Linked DNA regions of Xenopus tropicalis: region 1 is linked to region 2. Evidence: chromatin contacts called from public Hi-C data. All regions are on one chromosome and are shown on one strand. Each heading gives the region's core, a stretch centred on a gene start, on an enhancer-like site or on the middle of the called end of the contact. The rest is flanking DNA. Distances are from core to core; before and after follow the strand shown. Region 1 holds the start of rbx1 (E3 ubiquitin-protein ligase RBX1). Region 2 holds the start of shisa8 (protein shisa-8).

Region 1 (4,316 bases), core at 1,110-3,609, 190 kb after region 2:
GTTTTAAAACTCATCTAATCACTTAGCACAATCTGCTCTAAGTTGGTTCATGTGTATAGAATTACCGGTATGTTCGATTTACTAGTTTAGCCAGTTTTACCAGACAATGGCTTTGGAGTCTTACTGGAATGGTTAAACGTGGCCCAAATGTGGCTCAATGAAGGCACCAATATCAATGTGCCTAGATCAGGGCCGGAATAATGGGTGCCAGACAGGTACCTCTCCTGCCTCCCCCTAGTCTGCACTAACTTGTCATTTCCTTCACTGCACGTGGGTATTATGCATGGGAGGGTGCAGGGGTAAGGTGGCCGACCAGGTTGCCTAGGTGCCCGGTCGGCTTGGCCTGCCTCTGGCCTAGATGCTTGGCAGACCCTGTTACCTCAACATGTAGCCTCACACAGAGCTGGATAAGAGTGTCGTCTTGATGACCCCCCCCCCCCTTTTTTTTTTTTTTTTTTTTTTAACAGTAATCTCAGGTCAGACTGTATACAACAGCTCCATCAGGAGCTTATTTCTAACAAATAAAGTGTCTATACCATAAACATATACTTTTCACTAATTCACTCAAATTAAAAAAAAAAAAATATATAAAAAGTTGGGGAGCAACACAATCATGATAAAAGTGACAAATAAGGGCTGTGATTGGTTATTTGGTAGCCCAATGCAAACTGGCAGAATAAAGGAGACTATTTGGCAGTACAGATGGTCTTTATGCCTACAAAACTTGCCTTCAAATTAGACATTAAGAAATAAACACCTGTTTTGAGGCCACTGGAAGCAACATTAAAGGGGGTGGTGAGCAACATGTTGCTCATGAGCCACTGGTTGGGGATAACTGATCTATAACATGAAGGGAGAAGGACCCTCTAAGCAACTCCATAAAAAGGTGATTTAAAGCACAAGTTGGGGGATGGAAATAGGAAAATTTCCAAGTCTCTAACTATAACTGGACATACAGTTACATCTATCATTTAGAAACTGAAAGGGTATGGCATAGCTGTAAATCTGCCAGGAACAGGCCATCCACGAAAAGAGAGTGAATGTGCAAGGAGAAGAATAATGTAGAAGGTCACTAAGAGACCCATGACAACTCTGTGGCTGAAATTGGAAAGGCTATAAATACAACAAATACTGCCCAGTAGTGGAAGAAAGAAAGCCACTGTTAATCAGGGTTGGACTGGGCTACGGGACACTGGGGAAAAAGCCCAGTTGGCCCCAGCCTTCATTTAGGCTTACCCAGTGGCACATACTACAAAAAAAAGTATATTTATATGAGAATGGCTTTTTTGGATGAAGTAGGGTTTTACATATGAGCTTGTATATGCAATACATATTTAGAGACCTACATTGTTTCGGAGTATAGTTTTCCTTTAAGTATAGGGTATGCAGGGTCTGAGGGAGAGGAGGCTGTAATGGCAACATACACCAACAATGGCACATACACCATGTTTGATACTGTAAGCTAAACACACCATGCCCTGCAGAACTATGGTGGCAAAATCATCACGCTGTGAGAATGCATATTCACAGCTCCTGTACCGTAGGGGTATATATATCATGCTGTGCAAAAAGTGGAGTAAAACATCACCGATGAAGTTTATAGCAGCCAATCAGAACTGTTGAAATCTAATAGCCGATTGGTTACCCAGCTCAACACCACTGATAATGCTTCACTCCACTTTTTACACAGCATGATTAATATACCCCTACATGTGCTAAATGCAAGTCATTTGACCCCTACATTTACTTGTTCAACAATTTATTTTTTATCAAATAGCCCCGTTTCTTGCTCTCACACCGCTAAAAGCCCAAGACACATTCCCTGCCTCCTCCAGGGAAACAAATGAGCAAATGAGACCACGCAATGTCTGTGGCCCTACAGCTCCCCCGCAAACTCGTGAAGTGCGGCTACATGATCCCGCCTCCCAGTGCAGCTGAGAGGGGCACTTACATTGGTTAGAATTCATCCAATCGTTTGTGGCATCAGTAGCTATCCGCTATTGGGCCGCCGGAACGACAGAAATCACCGCTTTGCCAAAACGGACCGCCCTAAGTATTAGGGTTTAACATTTGATTCGGCGGAAAACACGTCAATCAAACATCTAAAAAGCTTTAGGGCGCAAGCAATCTAGCTGAATAGTATCAGCTGCTGCACTGTCGCCCTCTTTAAGTATTAGTTAGAAAGACTGTTCTGATCATTTGCTACATCCATAACATACGCAAGCAAGCACACTTACCTTCTTAACCTCAAAGCGCTTCTTACTAGCGCTGTTATTCGTTCCGCTTGGTGTGTCTACATCCATTGCGGCTGCCATTTTGAAAAGAGGAAATTCCGGGTCTATATGGCGCATGCGCCGAAAGCTGGGCTGATGCCTTGGTCATGTGATTAGCATTAAAGGCGCACAGTTTGGGGCGTGTTAGTAATGTGTGTGGGGGCGGAAGACGGTAACGAGGAAGAGCTGCGGTCTGCAGGCTTGGAGAGAATTTATTTAAAGGCGTAGGCACATGCTCCTTGAGGGAAGTAAAATGTACAGATTTAAGCAAGCTAGCCTTTTCATCTGTTCGTATTCACTAAGGGGCTGTGGTGTTCTGGTTAAGCAAAATATTTCTGTATTGAACAGTTAACCCTTTCACTGCCAGCTGATTTGGTCAAAGCAGAACTTGTATTGCCAGACTGTTTTGAAACATTTTGCACTCTTAGGGCCTTTCCTTGGGGGGACTTTTAGTTTACACAGGAAAACAATATATCTTTTTTTTTTGGGGGGGGGGGCGACCTAAGATTTCAAAATATGGTAGAATTTTTGTGTGATTCCAATTCTGGAACAAGATATAGGCTTCTTAATGTCTAAAAGATTAAAAAAAACAAAAACAACAAAAAAACAACAACACGTTTTCCGTAATATAAACACATATAAAAGAAACAAATGATTTTATGCACAAAAATACAACTGATTCGGAAAGTCCCATGTCTCCTGAATGTGCCAGCACCAAATATATATATAGTTTTATGTCGATTTCTCATTTGTGTGATTCAAAAATTCCCAGCGGTACACTACCTACCAAATTTCCAAAGCACTGCTCCAGAAAGCTTGCATACTTAAGATTTTAACACCTACATTTCAGAAGGTTTATACCAGAAAATTATACATTTTTGGAAAGAACAGATTCTGAGGAATGGAGAATAGGTTAAAACTGTCTGTCTACTCCAAACTACGAAGTTGCAATGCTTTCCTAAAATTATTGTTTTTTTATCAAAATTTATCACAAAGCTAAAACTGTAGTACTGTGTTAGCCAGTGTCAAAAATAATAATAAAAAAAACAAAATACAAGAGTATTATATATAAAAATAACATTGCAAGCTTTCGGAGCTCTAAGGACCCTTCGTCAGGCAAAATATGTATAGGTTTCCACAAGTGTGTGCAATGTAGGGGCCCTAAAATGAAAATACCCCTATATGATCTATCATTTCTGTCATTTCAGCTCCTGCAAAATCAACATTTACATTATTTTATGTGGAATGAAGCTACAAAAAATGAATGCTCACCCCAGAAAGTCATATATTTTTTTGAAAGTACACATTCCCATAAATTCAAAATGGTTACACATGCCTTTTTTACTCCAAAGTACCAAGCTGCAAAGCTTTCCTAAAGTGGGCGATTTGGATGATATTTCCAAAAATCACCTCAAAGCTTCCACTTTGCAGCATCTTATCTCCCACATATCATTAGGTACCAATTTGATGCCCAATATGTAAAGGTTTACCAAAGTATGTGGCATGTAGGGGCCCCAAGGTGAACATTCCCCATAAAATCTATCATTTCGTAATTTTAGCTACTGCAAAATCAACACATTTACATCATTTTATGTGGGATAAAGCTATAAAAAGGTACACCCACCCCAGAAAGCCATACATTTTTGGAAAGTACACATTCCCCTGAATTCAAAATGGGTTGATTTTGGGTATACATGTCTTTCTACTCCAAAGTACCAAGCCGCAAAGCTTTCCAAGAGTTGGCAAATTTGATGACATTTCAAAAAATAACCTTAATACTTCTACTATGCAGCACATTATTTTCTACAAGTCATTAGGTAACCATATAAAATACTGTAAATATGTACCCCAGAGGTCTACTGAACAATTTAATGCCCACATAGGTTTATCAAAGCACATGGGACTTAGAGACCCCAAAATATACCTTGTGCATACTAATTTCATTACTTACCCTGCCGTGTGTTTATGTAATTCATATGTAAATCAATATGCATAGCTATACTAAAGTCTGGTAAGTACAGACCCCAAAATGAAAATAGTGCA
Region 2 (4,215 bases), core at 425-2,924:
AAGCTGAATTATAGCTTTTTGTTGGACCTGCTAGCACACTGATAAAAAATTACAGGCTTTTAAACCTCACAGTGTTTCTTCTGAAGAACATTGTAAGGTTGTAATTTTAACAGCATAGCTGTCCAGTAAAAGGTATAATTCAACCTGTATTGTTCACAACATTTAACATGCATCTGCTAACCCATTGTTTGTGCTCTACTAGGTGATTAAAACAAGACAGAATGAAAGTAGCAGAAAAGCTGCCCCCTCTTCCCACAGCTGAAAGACAAGGATTTAAATATCACATTTTGGAACTATATTACTGTAAAATTACTTTGCAATCTTTTATATGAAAACAGTTGGACATAATGTATTGTGCCTGGCCATCTAATTTACCCTTTTCTTATTTGCCTCCTATAGTCTAACATAGCCTTAAGGCTATAGATATATCTGTCTTTGTCCTTAGCACATCATGGGATATATATGGTAGTATGTTGTAGTGGCTTTTAAAAAGTAATGTAATGCTCCAGAAAGACAGATTGATACAACTTAATCCCCTATCCTTATATTAAAACAGCAAATTTTGTTCTCACCTGGAAACACTCATATCAGTTTGGGGCCGCTGTGTCTTCTCCACTGCCAGCTTAGTGAAGATTCCCACAAGTACCATGAGAGCAGCCACCCCACAAATAATATATACAATCATGTTGGTTTTGTCTTTGCTTGGGTCATCGCTTGATTCTTCTCCCCGAGCAGGAGGTTTTCCAGTGTTTGCCCAGTTTGGGGTATCATAGTTGGAGCACATACTCTGATCCAACCTTCCATGTTTAAATTGGCAACAGAAACGATATCCACATGTTCCACAGCAGTACAAATAACTGCTGGCATTACAATTAAATGGTGGGTCCCACTGACCCATTACATCGTAGTAGCCTCGGCAACGGTCTGCCACAACCTGTGGTAACTCAGTGGGCATCAAAGGTTTGGGCGTTCCTTGCACCACTTCATCACCAAGACCTGCTTTTGTGTTTGGTGTTCTTGCTTTCACAAACCAAGGGTCCCATAATACAAGCCAGCAAAACCCTAAATATAAAAACCACTCCATTCGGAACGTCCTTAATATCAGTCCTACAGGGAACAGAACTTTTTAGATAGAAAGCCTCCTTAAAATATTCTTGTTTTTCTAAAAAAAATATGAATCCAAGAAATACGAATCTTTTTCTCTTCGAAGGAGGAAATAGAATGTTCTTGAACTCAAATTCAGTTCTAGAGAAAATGCTTTATCCTGAAGCATCAGAAAGAAAAATGAGTGAGAAAGACGCAAGCCCTTGTGATCTGTATTTCCTTTGCTTTGGTCTTTTTATCCCTTATGATAAGAATCTTCTGATAATAATAATAATTTTCTTCTTTTTCTTCAAGGTTACACTTTATACTTGATTTTTAATCATTTAAATGGCTGTTTTTTATTATTTCTTCCTTTTCCATGTTTTAATTTTCTTTTTCTTTTAATATCCCTTTGCTCTTTTGGAGTTAATATCCTCTCTTGATTGTATTCTTTGTTCTTCTACAGTTTGCAGTTGAGTAACTCTTTATTCAGTCTTCTTGATTCAACACATTTTTTCCCTATTTTTGCTGCCTTCCTGGGGAGGGATGTCCTCTCTCAACAAACTCGGTGTGCAAGTGTGAGCTCTTTTCATGGGAGGATGACTGGAAGGGAGGGAGATGGTTTGGGGAGGTGGTTGTGGAGGGATGGAGCTTGATCCATCTGCAGGAAGAAACCTGTATGTGCAGCTCACTGGGTCTTGGCTGCTTCTTTACACTGCTGGGATCAGACAGACACCAGACAGACTCTGGCATGGGGGCATAAATATAGTGAGGAGTAAGGACAGCATGGGAGACAAACAGGGTTCATTCTTATTTGGTGCAAACCAGTGTATCCATATCAACTGATATGGTGTATTAGAGAGAAAGAAAGAGAGAGAGAGAGAGAAAGAGAGATGTATGGGAGGGAGATGTGTTGGTTAGCCTTTAGCCTGTATCATATTGTGTTCCTACGTTTGTGATTGCTCCTGTGATGGTGACAAAGTTTTAAAAATAACGCTGTATTGTAGCTCTTTCCCAGTGGTTTAGACACATTTACATACAATTACCCATGTGTCCTATGATTAAACTTAAGGCACTAACTTATATAGCCTTGTATATCTTAAGTTGTTATTTTGTTTTTCTCTTATACAGTATAGGAGGACTTAAGCATATCTTTGTCTAGTGGAGACAATTATAAGCTCCCAAACCAGCAAATGTTGCCAAGAAGAGTTTGGAAAAACTCAGTCAAACAAAAAGGCAGTATTAACCATATAAGTACTTGAGGGTCTGTGTCCAGGGTGGCACCAGGCTGAACTACAGCCTCCACAAATGTAAAGGCACCATAGAAATGTCCGTTAAATCACAGAGTTGCCTCTTGAAAGGAACTGTAGCTGTTGGGTAGGGAGTTCAGCAAAGTGAGATAATGAAAATATCTACAACTCCCAGCATGCATAGCCAGCCATAGGCTTATAACAACATAGGGCCCTACACAAGTTGTTTTATCCAGGGGCCTGGACAGCCTTGGCAGTAAGTATGCTTAGTATCTTTAAGCATTTTGATATATTGTTGATTGCATAGTCTTGTGTTTTACACTGCCCTTGCCTGATTAACAGTAAGTTGAAATTGTCCATTTGTGACTCTAACTCTGACTCTAATTCAGTTGCTTTTCCCATACATTTTGCTGGTATTGTAATTTAAGGTCTAGGTCACATTCATATCTATTGCTACACAAGCATCTTGCTTTGTGTAAAATAAAGTCATGTGGCTAATTAAAGTTTGGTGTGTGTGTATATATATTATAGATTTGTTTGTATATTACATGTTGAAGAAAGTTTATTAAATTCCAGAAGGATTGCTGGCCAAATTACCATTAAATATAATTAGAATAGATTAGAACTTGTGTTAAAGAGAGAGAGGAGAAAAATGAGTGTTGGGCACTCTTACGGAATCACAGATAGGCCAACAAAAAGAATTAAAAAATGAAAAGAATCTTTATTTAAACCTTCATCTCAGCCTTATTGTGTTGTGTACATTTAGATGTCATTAAGTGTCATTTTGAACACGAATCGCGTAAGGCTTTTGAGATGAAGGTATAAATAAACATTTCCATTTTTTGTTGGCCTATGGTTCCTTAAGAGTGCCTGACACCTATTTTTCTTCTTTCTTCTTTTCTGTTGTGAATGTGGCTTTTCCGCTTCCTTGAGTTGAGTTTTCTACAGTGGATTATGTATTAGTGATCGTATATTTTTTTCTCTTAAAGAGAGGGAGAGCTGTCTATGAGCTAATGAAAATACAAAGTTTACTGTTTGCACAGGAAGCAAGAGAATATGGATAGTGTATTACTGCAGAAGCAAGGTGGCCACGTCCTACTCGATTTCATTCCATAATTGAGTGATTGAACGTTACAGAAATATCATGCCTCCCAAACAGGACAGTTGAGCTTCCATGTAATATAAATGTGTGTATGTTGCCGTGTATAAAAGGCCTCTGACTGCAAATCCTGCTTCCGTTGCTTGCCATACCCCCCTCCCTCCTGCAGGCTTTGTTTGTCCTTGACTTTTTCACTACACATATCTCTATAGCGTACTCACAGTGTGCCACCGAACTGTCTTTTGTACTTTGCTTTGTCCTTTTCTGCTCATATGATCACCCTGATGTCCAAACTAAAGAAAATTTACAATAGGATGGTACGTTTGCAGTTGCACAGAATAATCTTAATATATCATATATAAGTGCCAGCTGGTGTCCAAGACTGTGATACTATAGTCTTCAGACTACAACTACCAGCATCCTCAGAGAGCAACTTATGGTTTGGATAGAGGGAGTCACACTTAAAAAATGGCTAGGAAGCATCCAGTTGAAAATATAACTAAACAAAAAGATCCAACAGTGCAGCTCTCTGTATAATAAAATACTTGAGTAGTGAATTACCTAAAGAGATCTCATGCAGCAAATGCACACATTTTCCTTGCTTCAGGCTCAGAGACGTATACAAAGGAGATACAATTATAAAAAGACAACTTAAGATGAAGTGCACATTGATTCTAGGTCAGAGTATTTTGCGATTCTCTACTCAAATACAAAAGAGATTGCGGGAAGCACTCCAAGGCTAAGTAAAATTAAAGTATAATGGAAGTGTGACTTCCAAAGTTT

The links. Hi-C and Micro-C count contacts between places; a contact is called where the count stands out from the background.
Region 1: a Hi-C map of tailbud embryo shows a contact between it and region 2, with 4 times the contacts expected there. The contact joins the promoter of rbx1 here to the promoter of shisa8 in region 2. A contact is called at or near these places in 4 of 5 Hi-C or Micro-C datasets (brain, gastrula embryo, neurula embryo and 1 more).

The regions. Positions count from the first base shown.
Region 1 is chr4:115,970,341-115,974,656 of UCB_Xtro_10.0, forward strand. rbx1 (E3 ubiquitin-protein ligase RBX1) reads right to left here and starts at 2,360. Exons shown (of 5, transcript XM_002934726.5): 1 at 2,238-2,360. The coding sequence starts at 2,351.
Region 2 is chr4:115,777,748-115,781,962 of UCB_Xtro_10.0, forward strand. It overlaps shisa8 (protein shisa-8), which reads right to left and starts at 1,675. Exons shown (of 4, transcript XM_002934724.5): 1 at 573-1,675. The coding sequence starts at 1,084.